Regions from separate parts of the Pan troglodytes genome. Here region 2 is linked to region 1. The links are chromatin contacts, called in public Hi-C maps. All regions are on one chromosome and are shown on one strand. The core of a region is the stretch at or near the end of the contact, and the rest is flanking DNA. Distances in the headings are between cores, read along the strand shown.

Evidence for each region. Hi-C and Micro-C count contacts between places; a contact is called where the count stands out from the background.
Region 2: a Hi-C map of stem cell-derived neural progenitor cells shows a contact between it and region 1, with 3 times the contacts expected there. The contact joins the enhancer-like site here to the promoter of PDLIM5 in region 1. A contact is called at or near these places in 1 of 7 Hi-C or Micro-C datasets (stem cell-derived neural progenitor cells) and 1 of 1 datasets of contacts at active chromatin or transcription factors (stem cell-derived excitatory neurons).

The regions. Positions count from the first base shown.
Region 1 is chr3:95,849,388-95,853,162 of NHGRI_mPanTro3-v2.0_pri, reverse strand. PDLIM5 (PDZ and LIM domain 5) reads right to left here and starts at 1,567. Exons shown (of 13, transcript XM_517349.9): 1 at 1,429-1,567.
Region 2 is chr3:95,981,388-95,985,246 of NHGRI_mPanTro3-v2.0_pri, reverse strand. It overlaps PDLIM5 (PDZ and LIM domain 5), which reads right to left. Exons shown (of 13, transcript XM_517349.9): 5 at 3,393-3,811. Among named protein-coding and RNA genes, the nearest start is that of PDLIM5, 130 kb to the right of the region's middle. Within about 2 kb of position 2,061, at least 8 of the 24 cell types and tissues checked have an H3K27ac peak or open chromatin away from gene starts, as enhancers often do. A contact at or near this core is called in stem cell-derived neural progenitor cells, where this site is marked.

The DNA of each region.
Region 1 (3,775 bases), core at 318-2,817:
TCACAGCCACACTACAAAACCAGTGTCATTTCATTTCTAGTCACTGTCCGTTCATTTCTAGATGCTTCTTCTGCTAGCTTCATTTGGAATTCATCTGCCTTAAAACAGTCTCTGCCCCAAGCAATGGCAATATTTTTATTGGCCTTTCCAAGACTCCTCCATCTGGTTATTAGTGCCCAAGCCCTTCCTCAAATACCAAGCAGGCAGGAAATAGCAGCATACTCTTTCAAACACGTAGAAAAGGTTGGAATTTCTGTATAGTTATGGATTTTCTTTTAGGGAAAGTCTAAACAATGTCTTTGCTCTAGTACTAGGGAAGGAAGCTTGGTATTTCCCACACTTGTATCTCAGCTTCATTAGTGGGTGAGAGGGGAGAAAGGAGAACTCAAGATGAACTACACAGGGTGACAAAAAAAAGGCCTGAAATTAAAGAGAAATATCTTGAGATTCTCTTTCCCCGCAATGGAGAGAGAATGTAGGTAGAGCTGAAGAACTAAAGCCACAGGCACAGGATGAAAGCAGCCGACAGGACAGTTTTCCAGGAGGGATTCACGCCTAGCCTTGTTTGCCAAATAAGGCTACCGAACGGGCCGTTTCCGTGGCAGGCGGGTTCAGACGTCCTCCCCGTCAGGAAGGCGGACTTGGGATAGGATCTGGCGATCACACCCTAAATCTGCCCTGCCCAGCGCCGCCACGAATTTTCTTTCCAAGCTCTGCCCTGTCCACACGCCCTTCCTTTTTCCACTTATTGTAAAACGCACCGAAGGCACAGTCTTACAAAAGCCCCAACAAGTACTCAAGTGTTAACAAATCTCGTGTTCATGACAAATGTGTTTCTTAAACGAGCTTTATTTCTGGACGCGCAGAAGTTTTCCCCAAACAGGTTACACAAAACTGTAAATATCTGGGGGAGAAATAAATGCTTCTCAGTAGGCTGGGAGCATAGAAAAACTAACGCGCCTTTTCCTTTGAGTCCCGCTTCCTACCCTCCAAGAGACTGGCGCAGGACTGGGCACTCAGACACCACACCACGGTGGTGCCCGGCGACGCCGGCAGCCGGGTGGGTGGGAGCGGCAGTGCCCGGGAACCCGTCCCCGCCGGCCCTCGCCACCTCCGGGCGCCCTCCCGCGTCCCCGTCTCCGCTACGCTGGTCCCGGTCGGCCCGGGCTGCGGGGACCCCAGGGCTCGCCCTCTGGCCTCACGCGGACTCCAGCGCTGCCCTTTTCCGGGCGCTCCTTTTCCCAAGCTGCTCTCCCACCTCCGCCGCTCCGCGCCCAGAAAGCACCTGAGGAGCCATCCCTGCCCGAGGAGCGCCCCCTCCTCGTCCCCAACCGGGCTTCCCTTCTCGCGTTCGGCGCACAGCGGCCGGTTCTTTCCCTTCTCCCACCGGAGATCCGAGAGGCGCATCGCCGGCCGGCCGCCACTCACCTCGGGTCCGGCGCGGGCGCGGGGCTGCCTCCGCCTCAGACAAGGGCTGACAAGTGACTCGCGGTGCGGGCGCCGTCCCCACCGCCCGCGGGAACTTCCGCCTCCTGGCTCTCCCTCGCCCCACCCCCGACCCAGGACACGCCCCTCCGCTCCCGGCCACGCCTCTGGGCCAGTCCCAGCCGCGCCGCGCAGGGGCGGGGAAGGTGGCGGCGGCGCCGGGCGCTCGGGCTTGCTGGGGCTGGCTGAAGCAGCTGCGGAAAGACAACTGCGCTACCGAGTTTCGGTGGGAGTAGTCTTAGCGGATTTTGAGCGCTACCTGGCAAAGGTCTAACCCTCCGCTCGTCCGTTTTGTAGTGGGTGCATTTTTCTCTCCAGAAATTTAAATTGGCAAGCAGTTGCTCTGCCTAAAAATAGAAGGGTACTTTGGATAAATCTCTATCTATGCAAGTTCATCGGTTACTGCCTGCGTTTTTTGTTTTGAAAGAGCTTTCCATGCTCTGAAAAGTGCAGACCCAGAAGTTTACCTGTCAGGAAGGTGAAAACCGGTAACCCTAACAGATAGAAGTTAACCCTGTCCATCACACCAGAAGACAGTGATACATAAAAGCGGCCAAAAGTGATTCAACCACTGTATCTTCAGTTTATTTTTCTAAATCCAAATCAATAGTCCACTTTCCAGCCTTCTATAGGGTTGCTTGATACGCCCGAGGAATTTATTCATAAGAAAACGTGAATAATGTTCAGTGAACATACGGAAAGTAACTAGACTGTTACACTGTGAATTGGCTTATAAAACGTGAAAAGGACAATTCTTAACCAAGGAGCATATAAAGCAAGGATGAACTTCATGAGGTCCGTGAGCTCCCCGGCCCCCAGAAGTGCAAGCGAAATTCCAAAGGCGAAGATCCAAAGCTGCTCTTTCCCTAACGGTAGCCACTGGCCACATGTGGCTATCGAACAGTTGAAATGTGGCTACTGTAACTGAGACCATGAATTTTTTTGTTTTACGTAATTTTAAATAATTTAACATTTAAAACTGAAGCAGGATAACATTTCTTTACTTTTTTTTTCTTTGAGACGGATTCTTGCCCTGTCTCCCAGGCTGGGGTCAGTGGTGCAATCTCGGCTCACTGCAACCTCCACCTCCCGGGTTCAAGCGATTCCCCTGCCTCAGCCTCCTGAGTAGCTGGGATTACAGGCGTGCGCCACCACGCCCGGCTAATTTTTTGTATTTTTAGTAGAGATGGGGTTTCACCATGTTGGCCAGCCTGATCTCGAACTCCTGACCTCAGGTGACCAACCCGCCTCGGCCCCGCAAAGTGCTGGGATTACGGGCATGAGCCACCGCGCCAGGTCGTTAACATTTCTTTTAAGCACTACATTTAAGGACTAAAGTTGAAAATATAATGCCCAAATTGAAATGCGTTGGAAGTGTAAAATGCACACTGGATTTCGACGACTTGGTATGAAAAAATAATGTAAAATGCCTCAATAATTTTTATATTGATTATATGCTGAAATCATCATATTTTATGTTTTGTTAAATGATATATGATTATGGCCGGGCGCGACGGCTCACGCCTATAATCCCAGCACTTTGGGAGGCTGAAGCGGGTGGGTCACCTGAGGTCAGTAGTTCAAGATCAGCCTGGCCAACATGGCGAAACCCCGTCTCTACTAAAAATACAAAAATTAGCCGGGTGTGGTGGCGCATGCCTGTTATCCCAGCTACTTGGGAGGCTGAGGCAGGAGAATCACTTGAACCCGGGAGGTAGAGGTTGCAGTGAGCCGAGACCGTGCCACTGCCCTCCAGCCTGGGCGACAGAGCAAGACTCCGCACCAAAAAAAAAGAGTAATAATAATAATATTTGATTAAAATTAATTTCACTTTTTAAAAAAAATGTGGCCACTAGATAATTTAAAATTACTTATGTGAGCAGGGTGCAGTGGCTGACACCTATAATCCTAGCACTTGGGAGGCTGAGGTGAGAGGATGGCTTGAGGGCAGGAGTTTGAGGTTAACCTAGGCAACATAGCAAGACCCATCTCTAAAAAAATCCAAAAAATTAGCTGGGCGTCGTGTAGTGTGCCTGTAGTCCCAGGTCCCAGCTATTTGTATTGCTGAGCCCAGAGGTTCGAGGGTGCAGTGAACTATGATCCTGTCTTTGCACTCCAGCCTGGGTGACAAAGGAAGACCCTGTCTCTAAAAAAATAAATAAATAAAATTACATATGTGCTTCACATTGTATTTTCATTGGACAGCACCAGTCCATAGCTTTCACCACATTTTTCAAAAGATGGCTTTGGGGGAAAGTGTTTCCTAGTGTGAAAGCTGGTTTAGAGAGTC
Region 2 (3,859 bases), core at 812-3,311, 130 kb before region 1:
ACTTATGTTAAACACTACTATTTATTACTATAAAGCAATTCACCACAACATAGCAATGCAAACCAAGCTTACTGAAAATACTAAATGTGGTTATTCTAAATTACAGCTCTTTTGCAAAATTTAACTTAATTTTGCAAAAATCAGGCATTCATGCTGTTTACTCATATATAAATCACCATATTTCCTCTCCAGTAATGTGGATACTAACTTTGTCACTTGTGTTTTCTGCAAAGAGAAAAGTATTTTAAAATATTACTACCACATCATTTTTTTTTAATCTTCCAAGGCCAGGTTCCTCAAAATATCACACAGGAGCTGTTAGAAGAAATTTCAGTCCAACAAAATTAAAATTATTATAAGATACTAAAAGACTTACCTCTTGAAAGCAGTGGCACATTTTAATGCAAGGATATATGGAAAGGGAAAAGGTAAATCACTTAAACTACTTGATGCAAAACAGCAATCCTTCCAGTTTGAAATATAAAGTCCCATTTGGCTCTTAGTAGAGTAAGGAGAGTAGTAAAGAAAACAGCCATCTATGACCAATAATTTGTACATACAGAAGAAAGATTTAAATTTTCTTAACATGCCTTAATCCTTACTCATAAGAAGGAACAGGAATGCTTACAGACTATTAATTTAAAATATTCTAAAAATATCGATGTTATGTATAGATTTCATGCTATTAGGATGAACAGCTAATTATTTCTTAGTAATGATGCTTCATTAATAAGCATCTGTTTATGTCTGTTTATCAGTGCTATATAAATTTGTGTGGAATAGCTATCAAACTAGCTTAAAAACTAAAAACTAATAGTCCTCCTGGTGCTTTGAGGAAAAAGACAACCTAAGCATTTAACTTTACATCCTTCTGAACTCTTAAATTTTTGGTCATTGGTATGTATTATTTTTTAAATTAAAAAATAACTAATATAAATATAAGGTAACAACTCTCAACTTTAAAAGAGTTTTGTTGTAGGTATTTTGCAACATTATAAAAATCTGGGAAATATAATACTAACAAGTTTGACACTGATTCCAGAAAAAGTTTGACAACTTATGCAAAAAATGCATCCATTAATAGCACAAAACACCTACTCTTCAAAATGACACATCACTGACTAGTAAAGTGTGTAATTTATTTTTATTTCTCAATCTAAATATTGTGAACGAAAGGGCGCTACCAATGTGTCTCAGAGTTTCACAGACAACACACTTTATTTTCAGAGTAATCAAGTTTTTATTGTCCTAATATCTAGACACTTGAAATCAAGCTATTTTTAAATACACCCAGTTTGCAAATGCAAAGCAGTAACTTGCCTGAAAATGATGCAAAATATGTAGTAATCTCTTTTCTCCTGAACTTTGCACAGTGCTGGACAGCAGGCATGTGCTTAATAAACACTGCCAATTGATTAAGAAGCCATCATAAAGGCTCTATAATACTGCCTAGTTTCAGTTTAAAAATAATAAGCTTTAAATCATTTCAAATTTTATCACCAAAGCTGTGCTTATAAAACACAAAACTTAAGCTTGGTATTTTCAGATGTTTTAAATGCAGTACTTTTCCATAACCTGTTTGCTTTTACCTCTACAACTTTCTATTAAGAAGAGTTTTTTATGAGATTTCAAGAAGCACTAGTAGAAAAGATTTTAGTTAAGACACTTCCTTCAATGGATGTTTTTCTACTGAACTTGGAATTTAATAAACATAGTAAACTTCTGTTTTAGTCTTCTGTGTGGCTTGCATTTGACAAGACAGCATCTTTCTTTGCAGGATATCTACTCTGATTACTCGAAAATCTATTGTCTTAAAATAAACATACTAAAAAAAAAAAAAAAAAAGATTACGACCAAATACTCCTGAACACTCCATACTGTTTCTCTTCCTCACGTGAAAGAAAAAATAACATTCTTTTTTGAAGGACACTAGTTTTCCTCAATATATATATATATCAGAACTTTAGAAAGCCACCCGCAACCTCAAGACCGTATGTACAGCCCAGGAGCTGTTCTTCTAGAGCTCCTGCTCTCCCTCTCTCAGCAGCAGCCTGGAGTTTTGCCACCTTCTCTTCCAAAGCCCCAAAGTTGCCATGGCAGCAGTGCTACAGAAAGCACAGCCTCTTCATTACAGGAATTAACATTCAGAAGGGATTATCTCAGAGAATGGACCTATCCACACAAGTATTTTAATTATATTTTCCTGGGAACTGGCATTGGTAAAAATCATCAGGCCTGTAGACTATTTCCCTTTGTCTTCCTTTTAAGGTACATTTTTGTCACAATAAATCTGATCAAAATGATTTTACATAAATGACTGCCTTAAAGTATCATCCCTGAATTCCAAAAGCAATAAAACGACCATCATTATTCTCTCTCTTTTCTTTAGTTTTTTCTTTGCAAGTAGGATTACATTATAGAAAAGAATTATTTTTAAAAAAGATACTGTACATAACCTCTCACACGGCCAACTTAAATCCTTGCTCCTCAACATAAATTTCTGACTATCTGATAACATTATATTTGAACCGAAAGTGTTAAAAAAAAATAAACAAATAATTGAAGGTTGCTGAAAAACAGATGTGTGATCTTATAACTATGTGTAGTTCAAATAAGTTAATAACTTCAACCAATTTTTTTAATAAAAAGATACCCCCAAAAGGGAAAAACGATAAGAAACAGATTTTCAAAGTGTTCTGCTAACATTGTATGTTTAGTGTCCAATGGCTTAAATTTACTCATTTCAGAAAACGTTTACAACGAAAGTATTTTATAATTTGCTTCTAATGCTTTGCAAGCATGCCTTGTTGTTTCATTACTGTCTGCTTTTAAAGAATAAATTCTAACTTAAACTTATCTGAAAACAATGTTGTTAGCTCTCTGCTCTAAGCTAATGCTTCACATATAGACATGAGTCAAAAGTGGACTGGTTTTCCTAAGATTACCTCCTAGAAAAAAAAACCCTTACAAATTCATGATTTCCCCTCTCCTTACGATGAGCTGTGTAAGGTGACAGCAACTGTAACCACTGTTTGAACTTTTGGTGGCCTATTTAAAAGAATGAAAAAATTGAGGAAGAAAGATTCAAGATTTGCCTTGCATTACAAGTGCCAGCTGCTCAATGCTGTGTCGGGACTTACAAAAAATGAGTTACAGAGAGGTTACCTGGTTCAGAACATGTCAAAATGCACAAGTAGCTTTTGAATAAGTGATAATTGCTTTGCAGAAAGTACCCTATGTATATAAAGGCCATATGTTAATGAGGCAAATAATACTTCATCTCCCTTCCTTCAAAGAAAGTTGGTTTTGGGGGAGAGAAATGTAGAGTATTTCCTGGAAATTACCTGAAAGAAGAGTTTTAGTAAGAGCAGAAAGCACCCTTAGCCACCTACCCATTTTGCTGTTTACTGTCACCCTGGGATCCTCTTCTCTGTCCCTCTGCTAGCTCCTGAGAAGTCTCGGAACACACGCTGGTGACTGTGGGCTGCCGTGGGACATTAACTGCAGTTTTACCAGCGCTCAGTGCAGATGGAGACTGGTCAGCACTAAGATTGGCATTAGCATGCAGTCCAGATGCAGCGAACAGGGGAGGAGTGACGGCAGCCACGGGTGAAGGGGAAGCATGTGATGAGGTGGTCGCATGGGCAGGGGTGAAGGCAGACGATGGTGATGGGATGGATGTGACTTTTGGTGAAGACACAGAACCAAAAGGCCGTGGTGCCTTATTGTAGGCCATGTTGTTTGTGGAAGTGACTTTGGACACAGCAGGAGATGTAATGGGCACAGGTTTAACTACTTCTTTAGGTTCTCCCTATGTAAAACAAAAATAAACATACACAAAACCACACCAAACACATGC